Linked DNA regions of Arabidopsis thaliana: region 2 is linked to region 1. A link is a contact called in public ChIA-PET data. All regions are on one chromosome and are shown on one strand. Each heading gives the region's core, a stretch centred on a gene start, on an enhancer-like site or on the middle of the called end of the contact. The rest is flanking DNA. Distances are from core to core; before and after follow the strand shown.

Region 1 (5,400 bases), core at 1,466-3,965:
TTCCGGTTTTTCTCCATCTCGCTCAGTTTGATATAGTGCTGTTACAGTATGACAGTAAAAGGTCTTTTAAGTATCAAACAACAAACTATATTTCCATTGAATAAGAAGACCTAACACCAGATAAGAGTACCTGGACAAGCCCATGAAGAGTCAACTTGGCTTCATCATCGACATATATTTCCATTGGCTGAAAGGAATAGATATCAGGTAATAATTAGCAAGCTTTTCTCAGGAAATGATTTACACTACAAAAGTGAAGATGGATGTAAAACCCCTGATCTGAGATCCTCGTCCACCAGGTTCTCTTCATAGATGTGAGTTTTGCTATGATACAGCGATATTGCTCGGAACATTAAGGCCCATACAATCACAATGAAACCTTGGGACAACACAGTACCCCACCCAAAACCCACCCAGCACTGCTAGAATTGCAAAGAAATTGAAACTGAATAAAAGGTAATGACGAAAGAAGATCCTGTTGTGCAATGGTCACTCATTCATACCAATGCTACAGAGGCTCACACTCACAGTTCTCGATCCCTACAAACTACCCAAAGCATTAGTGGATTGAGACCCATCGAGAGATCAGTTGCAGCTTTTCCAGGGCAGAACCGCAGAAGATGCCCAAATAATGCTATAATCACCCATAGAAACCATACCAAAGCTACAGAGTCTCACACTCACAGTTCTCGTTCCCTACAAACTACCCAACCATTATTGGATTGAGACCCATTGAGAGATCAGTTGCCGCTTTTCCAGGGCAGAACCGCAGAAGACGCTCAACTAATGCTATGATCACTCATAGAAGGCTAAAAATAGTTGAAAACTAGAAGACTTGCAAAGGGAGAGAGAATTGGCCATGGAACATTACATCTTGCATAAATTTTTTGCAGACTGGGCGTATCTCTTTGCTGAGCGTTGCTGAGAACATCATTACTTGTTTGTCATGAGGAGTCATCTTGAAAATCTCCTGCACATCCCTTCGCATGTCTGGTAAAAAAAAAGTTAAAGTGTTAAAACATAAAATTATTCAGGGATCGATGTAATAATGATGTCAGAAATCAGCATACCAAGTGACTCGAGCATTTTATCACATTCATCAAGAATAAAATGCCTCACATTCTTCAAAGAGAGATCTTTCTCCCTGGCAAGTGCAAGCACCCGACCAGGGGTACCAACAACAATGTGAGGACATTCATTCTTCAGCAAGTCTTTGTGAATTTTAATGTTGACTCCACCATAGAACACCGAAACCTTTGTATCAGGCAGATAGGTACTGAATCGCACAAACTCATTGCAGATCTGCAAGTAATTGTCAGCATCAAGGCAAAAAGCATTAGAGGAAGAAGACGTACAACAAAACTATAAGCCAAGAACCTGAGTGAAACAAGAAGGTCATACCTGGTAAGCTAGCTCTCTTGTATGGCACAAGACAAGTGCAGAAACCTGGCCAGGAGATGGTTCAATCTGTTGTAGAGTAGACAGGACAAACACAGCAGTCTTCCCCATACCAGACTTTGCTTGGCAGATGACATCCATGCCCAAGATAGCTTGAGGGATACATTCATGTTGCACTGGTGGAGAACCAAAGAAAATTGTACCGAAGAAAGCCTTTATAAGTAGATGATAACCTCCATATCTTTTAAATTGGTGGCTTTAGCACATGTTTAAGCTCACTCCAAACCAATAGATTGAAATATCGTTTATTACCTGGAAAAAGTAATCAGTGAAACGTTAATAAACAAAGAAAACAAAAACCATTATAACAGGAAATAAAAAAGAATTTGACCTCAACACAAACTTTTTTTAATTTAGTTAGATGATAAGCAAAGGACCAAGATAAAGTATAAAATATCTTTAACCAACATATCTTCTCAAAACTAGACGAAGTACATATAATTAAAAGTTTCCGGACAACTAAAACATCTTATGGAGAAGTCACTTCTGTAAATTATACAATATCATTCGGTAATAGAATGGTGAAAGGCAAGGCAGAAAAGTCAAAGGTAGGGTGTATTTCATTGTAATAACCTTCAGATGGATGTTCAAATCCAGAGTCAACAATAGCTCTGAGAAGCTCCGGTTTTAAAAGGAAGTCTCTGAATCCAGAACTGTGTATTCCCACGTACCCTCTGTCACAAAGAGAAAATACAAGATGATAAACACATGACCGTCTAATATTGGGTAGGTTCCAGGAATTTTAGCATTGAAGAACTTAGTCAATTGTCATAAAGTTAAGCAACTAACCAAACACATAGATAATTGAAGAACTTAGTCGGTTGTTATCAAGCAGTAATCTAAGAAAACCCTAAATTTAAACATCCACTATCTCATGAAACAGATCGAGGAAATCATAAAACTCACTTTTTCACGGCTTCACCGTTAACTTTGTTTCCAGAATCTGGGACCTTCTCGTCTTCTTCTTCATAGTCCAAGAGCTCCTCCTCGTAGGCTTCGTTGTCTCTAGCGTCTCCCATACTTCGCAAATTCAACAAGCTGCAGAGAAATTTCGGGTAAGATTCCAAATCCAAAACATTAACCTAAGATTCAGTAGGAAAGCATCTTCCATTGGAACTTTGGATAAGCAATTGAGTTCTCGAGCGAGAATTTTACCTGAGATAAGGAGCAGAGTTGGTTGGATCTCGAAATCGACTAGGGTTTCGAAATCTCTGACTGAAGAGAATGAATCACCAACGCCGCGTTGGTGTCGTAAATAAATATATACAAGGAGACTGGATAGGGTTGACAATAAGCTTTACTTTAATGGGCCTAAAGTTTTTATTAATCGGCCCTTCTGCGCCAATTATTATCTAAGTTTTTTTTTCTTTTTTTCTTTAGTGGGTTCGAGTCAATTTAGACAATGACGGTCAGGGCTCGTCTTGGTTTAGTGGGTTCGAGTCAATACGAACAGAACAGTAGAGCACAATAGATAACAAATTGGTTTAGTTAAGATATTTCATTTCCCTTAATAACAATGTTTTTGTTTCAAGGACCCAACAAAATTGTAGGCCCATTAATTAAAACAAAACCCAATTTAGACTGAGTTCAACCATATCTTTCACTCTCTTTGGAATCGTTTGGACGAAGCTCAGATATTTTTACTCTTGCAATTCAGAGATTTCGAAACCCTAATCCGATTTCGCGATCTAACCAGCTCTGCTGAGTTCTCAAGTTATCCATCAGACTCTTCTGTTTATTAGCAAATAAAGCTTTGTAAGGAAAGCCATTGTGTACTTTCACTTTTATTGTTTTATAGTCTTCAATAAATAACACATACAGTAGTTTGCTTATGTAATAATTTGTATCATGAAAACTTTATTAACGATTTTCAATTTATAATTTGAAATCAGTGAAGTAAGTTGTTAAGTTTAGGGAGAAACAAAGAAAAACTTGCAGCAGTGCTGAAGCAAAAATATGGACCAATATTGCAGTAATGAATAGTTTTGTCGTAGAATACAACCAACTTTATCAGTGCTCAGTAATATCAGCATTAAATTTAGTAAACCTACTAGTTGTACTTTTTAGATTTCCCGCATAAATTACGAACGTATCTTTACCCTTTTAATGATTACAGTTATTATAAACTGATTAACATGAGTTAGTGATCCATCAGAAATTCCACCAAACCGGGAAATGTAAAGACTCTTTTCAGTATCTCGGTTTTTTACCAACCACTGCCGTGGAAAGTACACATCAAAATTCAAAATCTACAGAGATCAATAAACGAGAACGAATACAAGAAGTTGGAACCCTAGAAATTTTGAAAAAAAGAACATGAACTCTGCAGGGAAAGAAAACTGAACCGGAAGTAACCGGTATGTATCCTAACAGAACTCATCTAATCCACTAGGCTCCACCAACACATAAAGCGGCTTCCCTTTGAGCTTGTGTTGCCCCTAAAAACAATTCAAAATTTTCACAAACTCAATGAGCAAATTTGAGTTGAGATTATAACAAAAAAACTAACTCTATCACTACATTTTAGAAATCATTTCAAAAGAACAAAACCAGAGATAACTTCTTAGACAAGTAAGATAAATGTGACTCACCTTGACTTCAGGCAAGCCAATAACACAAGCACACTCAACAACTTCAGCTCCTTGGCTCTCTGTAAAACGTCAAACTGTATCACATTACAATTCAAGACCAAAAAATTCTCTTTAAAAACTGAAAAAGAAAACAAGAAGAAAGAAAGAAACCCAATAGGCTCATTGCGGCAGAAAGAGTGCCGCCAGTAGCAACAAGATCATCAATGATAATGACGCGTTCGCGTGGCTCAACAGCGCCAACATGCATCTCTAAACGGTCATGCCCATACTCGAGCTCATAAGACTCCGATATCACTTTCCCTATATTTTATAGTTTCGCCAATTTTTCAGAATCTCAAGAGCTTCTCTATCACAATAACCAAAACAGATAATGCAGTAAAAAAACCTGGTAATTTTCCTGGTTTACGCAAAGGGATAAACTTTGCGCCGATGGCTAATGCAATGGAAGGACCAAACAAGAAACCTCTTGCTTCAACTCCTATATAATACATTTGGATGTAAACAAACATATTAATTTCTTAATGAAGAAAAAGACAATTCTTGTTTCTCCTTTTTTTAATTGTCTTTTGTTTGCTTATATGATGTAAACCCATTTTAGAAAGACACATAGTTTTTGGCGTTACTTAACAAACTTGATGACGAAACACTGTAGTAAAGAAATGAGAGGATAAGGAAGAACAAAGGAAAAAAAACAGAGGAGTCTTACCAGCAACGACAGAGATTTGCATGTCTTTGTAACGATCTACGAAGATATCAATTGTGTGTTTAAACGCCTTGTGATCCAGTAACAACGTAGTTATGTCCTGAAACATAATCCCTGTCCAAGAAACAACTTCAGAGAATTGCAAAAACAGAACAAAGAACAGAAAAAACAGAGGAACAAGAAGTTTTAAAGACCTTTCTTAGGGAAATTAGGGACAACCCTAATGGCTGCTGATATAGCTTCAAGCCTTGGATCTCCTTTGAGACCATTCTCCGCCGCAAACATCTTTTCTCTCTCTCTTCTCTTTCTCACTAAAGTTTCAATTCTGAGAGAGTTAAGGAGCGTCTTCACTTGTGTGTATTAATCTCTCGCACTCTCTCTCTCTCTTGAGAGAGTAAATGGGGAAGAATTCAAAGTAGGAAACAAATAAATTTCCCTCGCAGAAGAAGGAAATGAAATGAAATGAGATCAGATCTTCTCTCTTCTCTCTCTCTCTCTATGTCTCTGTCTCGCTCTGTTCCTCTGTTCACCACCAGTTGTATAGAAAGTGGGTGAGAGAGCATTTAATATTTAATAGTAGTGGAGAAGAGTGTGTGTACCACACGCGCGAACTGGGTCGGCACACAGGTTTTTATGAACCGCAATAAA
Region 2 (5,400 bases), core at 789-3,288, 42 kb before region 1:
TTCTCACTGCTGCTGAAAACAGCAAACAGTTTTGATGATAAAAGCCATGGCTCTATCTTCTGCCGGCGTCGTCTCTCATCTTCATCCTCCGTCGTTTTCTTCGTCGTCAGGATTATCCGTCAACAGAGTTCTGTTTCGGAATCGGAACGCTAGTCCTTGTGGTCTATCTCTTCCAATTCTCAATCCGTCTCGGTCTGTACTTGTTTTTGCTCGTGGCAAGAATCGAAAAGGATTCGTGTCTTCGTCTTCTTCGTCTCCGAAGAAAAACAAAAAGGTAAGAAAATCAGAATGAGAATGATTTATGTTCGCAATTGCTCTTACCTGCTGCTTTCGCCGAATTTGACTAGAATTTGGATACACTAACTAAGTGAGCTATTATCGGTTAGAATTGGTGAATCCTCGAATTAGACTTTGGCTCTTTTTGATTTTGTATCAGCCTTTGATTTCATGGTTTGTGGCAGAAAAGTTTGGATGGAGCTGATAATGGAGGAGGTGAGGAGGAGGAGGATCCATTTGAGGCATTGTTTAATCTTTTAGAAGAAGATTTGAAGAATGATAACTCGGATGATGAGGAGATAAGTGAGGAAGAGTTAGAGGCATTAGCCGATGAGTTAGCTCGAGCATTGGGTGTTGGTGACGATGTTGATGACATCGACTTGTTTGGTTCAGTCACTGGTGATGTTGATGTTGATGTTGATAATGATGATGATGATAATGATGATGATGATAATGATGATGATGATGATGACAGCGAAGAAGATGAAAGACCGACTAAGCTGAAGAATTGGCAGCTTAAAAGACTGGCTTATGCATTGAAAGCTGGGCGTCGTAAAACTAGTGTAAGTTTTAGTTCAGTGTTGAAGTGATGTTGAATACATTGTGTAAAGCATAGTGCTTGAGTTAGTGTCTGCTTTGGAGATTTTGCTTACGAATTGTTTAAGAGTTGACAAAGAACAAGTAGTTCTCTGGTTTTCAAATGCATAATTGATAACGGATGGTTTTGTTGTGATCTGTAGATTAAAAATCTGGCAGCTGAGGTTTGTCTTGACAGGGCTTATGTTCTTGAATTGCTTCGTGACCCGCCTCCAAAGCTGCTAATGCTAAGTGCTACACTACCAGATGAAAAACCGCCAGTAGCAGCACCTGAGAACTCCTCACCTGATCCAAGTCCTGTGGAATCATTATCAGCTGAAGATGTTGTGGTCGAACCTAAGGAAAAAGTAAAAGATGAAGCAGTTCATGTGATGCAACAGAGATGGTCTGCTCAGAAAAGAGTGAAGAAAGCTCACATTGAAACGCTAGAGAAAGTTTACAGAAGATCAAAACGACCCACTGTAAGGATTCTCCTTTTACATTTGAATCAATTTCTATGTTACTTGAATGCTCTATCTCACATATGATCATGTTTGATGATGCTGTGAATAGAATGCTGTGGTTAGCAGCATTGTTCAAGTGACCAATCTTCCAAGGAAGCGAGTTTTGAAGTGGTTCGAAGATAAAAGAGCAGAAGACGGAGTTCCAGATAAGCGAGCTCCATATCAAGCTCCGGTTTGATCTAATGTTAACGTTGAGATGGCAATGATTTGTATACTTGATTCTCAGAAACTCATCAACATTGTCGTCAAGGACAAGTTTTTTTGGTGATACGAGGAGTGTTTATAGTAGTAGATTCTGTCCAATGGTGTGGCTGGATATGTTGGACTATGAAATTTTAGGATATCTTGTATTCAGTTTTTAGTTATTTCCTTGCTGAGATTGTGTCTTGTAGAAAACCGTTTCAACTTTGTTTGGTTTATGGCGGCTATAAAGTTTAATTTTAATGCATGACAAAAACAAATCACCAAAAATAAAATAAATTACTTTCACGACACTTTTGAAAGCACTGCCCTAGGCGTGGGCCATGTGACAGAATGAAAGAACTCAGACCAAACTTTTCTGTCCAAGGACAGGAATGGGGCCCACCCAATTAGCTCCCCTATCCATTATTCACCGTAAGATGCTAACCAGATCTAACGGCTAAAATCCACCCACGTTCCAATCTCAATTGCCTTTGGATCCTTGTATTTCCTCAAGGCTCACCTTTCTCCACGATTCACTCTCGATATCCGTTCGATTCTTCAGAGATCTGACGGCGGTAGCCAGAGTAATCTATTCCTTCCCAAAATGTCTCGCAATTAGATTCTTTCCAAGTTCTTCTGTAAATCCCAAGTCCCGCTCTTTTCCTCTTTATCCTTTTCACCAGCTTCGCTACTAAGACAACAAATCTTTCCCTCTCTCTCTCGCCTGATCGATCTTCAAAGAGTAAGAAAAATGCAGGAACAAGCGACTAGCTCTTTAGCTGCAAGCTCTTTACCATCAAGCAGCGAGAGGTCATCAAGCTCTGCTCCACATTTGGAGATCAAAGAAGGTAAACAAAAATTGTCGATTGTTTTATTTTCATATCTTCTCCCAACGAGTGATCTCATTGATTTTCATTCTCATGCATTGGATATCTAGTAAATTCACATCTAGATTTTGTATCACCATTGATTCACATCTAGATTCACAACTTTTAGTCTCCCCCAGAAGATCTGCAATTTTTTATTGTATTTAAAAAGTTTGAAACTTTTCGTCTAAAGTCTCTTTTATGTTTTAAAGGAATTGAAAGCGATGAGGAGATACGGCGAGTGCCGGAGTTTGGAGGAGAAGCTGTCGGAAAAGAAACTTCCGGTAGAGAATCTGGATCGGCGACCGGTCAGGAGCGGACACAGGCGACTGTCGGAGAAAGTCAAAGGAAGCGAGGGAGGACACCGGCGGAGAAAGAGAACAAGCGGCTGAAGAGGTGTCTTTTTCTCTATTCATTGAATTTACATTTTTACCCTTTATATGGAAGGTGATTATGTTAAATAACGGTTGCGTGATGGGGTTGTTTGGTAATTTTGTGGTGAAAAGGTTGTTGAGGAACAGAGTTTCAGCTCAGCAAGCAAGAGAGAGGAAAAAGGCTTACTTGAGCGAGTTGGAAAACAGAGTGAAAGACTTGGAGAACAAAAACTCTGAACTTGAAGAGCGACTCTCTACTCTTCAGAACGAGAACCAGATGCTTAGACATGTACGTTTTGTCGATCTTACTGTTGACTTAACCTGCAACGTCAATGCTTTTGCCATTTGTTTTTTGATATATCACAGTACTGGTTTATCACATTTACGAGTCTAGGATTGACCAATAATTAGTTTAGTTAGTTAAAAGGATCTAAGAAGCTAACTTAAGCTTTAGATTAATTCTCAGAAGGCATGTAGGTTCTTGAAATGGTCATTCACTCGCATATTCTCTCAAAAGGCATGTAAATTCTTCAATGGTTCTTGAAATGCTCACTCATTTTGTTCTATATGAATGGAGAAGATGAGATTGCAAAGTTGGATCTCTATGTGTGTGTGTGGTAATAAAGTCTTTTGAGTTGTTATGTTTTTTATGTGGTGTAGATTCTGAAGAACACAACAGGAAACAAGAGAGGAGGTGGTGGTGGTTCTAATGCTGATGCAAGCCTTTGATCTCCTTCTTCTTCTTGTGTTATATTTTTGTGGATAAAATTTACAGAGAATTGTATCAATAATTATCATGTTAAAATTATATGGGATGTGAGAGCTAATATTGCAATTGTAGACCAAGTTCTCTTATTGTAGTCTTAGATTTCTCTTAATTGAAACATAATGTTGTTTTATAACAAAAATAAGCTAATTTTTGTTCTATGATATGACATTGTGACACTGTAGTAGAAAGGTTGCGTTTTCGATTCCCGCAGTTCAAAGTCCCAAACAAATTCTGGGATAGTGGAATCTTTACTCTTTTTTTTTTCCTTTTTGCCCCTATCCCTCCCGATTTCTTACAGACAAGTCGCCATGGATTTGTAAACGAAGATGCCGTTGATCATATTATGCGGAAATCGGACAAAGAGGGTAGGGTCGATCTTTTACAGCCAAAGCTTGTCAAGCTCGAGAGATGAGCAATCATGTAAGTGTTTTCTTACACTTTTGCTTTCCTTTTTCTAAAATCCATGGAATCCAGACATTGTTTTCTGTCACTGCTACCTTGAACTTGCTGCTCCCTTCTTAGAATCGGGTTGCCACAACCGAATTTCATGGACAAAATCGTACATTTCTTTACCTGTTGTATGCTTTCTGATTCTTTGTTTTCTATTTTAGATTTTTCGTGGATCTCATCTTCATCTATTGCTAGTTGCTAGTGTACTATGGATTGTTTGACATTATTTCTCATGCTTTTGAGGATACTCAGATTCTATCAATGTTAACAAAGAAAAATTTATTCTCCTTCTTTTACCACTTCCATCTTCTTTGTCTTACATTTGGACATTCCATGTCTTTACCAGCTTCCGCAGGGAAGATGTCCGTAGAGACTTTCTCAGTCACGTTCAGATGGAGTTTCAAAGAAAATGAATCTCTCCATTCAATGATAATGAGATTAAAAGAAGAGAGTCATCAGTATATCCAGGCGAATAGAGAATCTAATATCTCGCTTTCTAGCATCTTGCGAACAGGAAGTGAGGCAAAGGCTTGACGTTTTACCTGAGAAATCTCTCATATCATCAATATCGCTGATCAATTTGCAAAAAATCCGACAAAGAGAAAGCTTGAGGAGTGAACAGCAATGTAAGTATTTTAAGTCATGGAACTCAGATTTTGATCAATGCTTTCTTGAAATTTATCTTGAGTTTTTTAGTTGCTGCTTTCCTCTTAGAATCAAAATCTCACAACCAATGAAAAATCCTTATGATTCTACATTCTACATTATCTTTCCTTTTACTGTTTCTTACATTCTGTGTCTTGTTTATGCTTGTGAGGTTAAATTTTCCTTTTGCTGTTTGCTTCTTATGATTTTATATTTAGTTTTTTTTTTTCGTTGGACCTCATTTTGCTATTGAAACATTATTGAACGAAGCTTCTTCTCTTGCTAGTTGCTCATGTAGGACCCGTTCTTGTAATTTTCTGTGAGAAATATCCAGAATTTGGGGTATATATGTAATAGTTTCAACATTCTCAGTCAATGGAGATTGGAGTCAACGTTTTTCACTGTATACAGAGCCTCTTTAAAGCTCTGTGATAGTTGACTGCAAGAAAAGAGATAAGAAAACTGTGATACTGATCCTACTAATTTTATGGCTTCTTCGTTTTTCCTTACCACTGTTGCAGCTGCAATAGGCTTCTTCACCCTTTTGAGAAAACTCAGATTCCATCATGATAACAAAGAAAAGAAGTCAACTTCTTTATCTCCTTCATCATCTCCATCTTCTTTGTCTCCTTCATCAGTTCCTCCACCTTCTTCGTCTTGCATCTGGACACACCAAGTCTTTCCCAGCTTCAGCGGGGAAGATGTCCGTAGAGACTTTCTCAGTCACATTCAGATGG

The links. ChIA-PET counts read pairs in DNA pulled down with a chosen protein or histone mark.
Region 2: an H3K4me3 ChIA-PET map of shoot shows a contact between it and region 1, with 10 read pairs. The contact joins the promoter of HY5 here to the promoter of UAP56a in region 1. A contact is called at or near these places in 1 of 2 datasets of contacts at active chromatin or transcription factors (shoot) and 1 of 3 other capture datasets (shoot).

What each region holds. Positions count from the first base shown.
Region 1 is chr5:3,550,411-3,555,810 of TAIR10.1, reverse strand. UAP56a (DEAD/DEAH box RNA helicase family protein) reads right to left here and starts at 2,715. Exons shown (of 12, transcript NM_121155.4): 1 at 2,614-2,715; 2 at 2,365-2,496; 3 at 2,032-2,132; 4 at 1,402-1,574; 5 at 1,071-1,302; 6 at 872-990; 7 at 131-187; 8 at 1-38. The coding sequence starts at 2,477. APT5 (adenine phosphoribosyltransferase 5) reads right to left here. Exons shown (of 6, transcript NM_121154.4): 1 at 4,947-5,400; 2 at 4,756-4,866; 3 at 4,435-4,527; 4 at 4,200-4,349; 5 at 4,050-4,108; 6 at 3,556-3,896. The coding sequence starts at 5,037. The coding sequence ends at 3,825.
Region 2 is chr5:3,591,711-3,597,110 of TAIR10.1, reverse strand. It overlaps HY5 (Basic-leucine zipper (bZIP) transcription factor family protein), which reads left to right and starts at 2,038. Exons shown (of 4, transcript NM_121164.5): 1 at 2,038-2,407; 2 at 2,638-2,821; 3 at 2,932-3,088; 4 at 3,460-3,776. The coding sequence starts at 2,311. The coding sequence ends at 3,528. OCP3 (overexpressor of cationic peroxidase 3) reads left to right here. Exons shown (of 4, transcript NM_121165.4): 1 at 1-274; 2 at 462-839; 3 at 1,017-1,334; 4 at 1,426-1,837. The coding sequence starts at 35. The coding sequence ends at 1,554. It overlaps AT5G11250 (Disease resistance protein (TIR-NBS-LRR class)), which reads left to right and starts at 3,840. Exons shown (of 6, transcript NM_001343173.1): 1 at 3,840-3,988; 2 at 4,365-4,644; 3 at 5,185-5,400. The coding sequence starts at 5,397.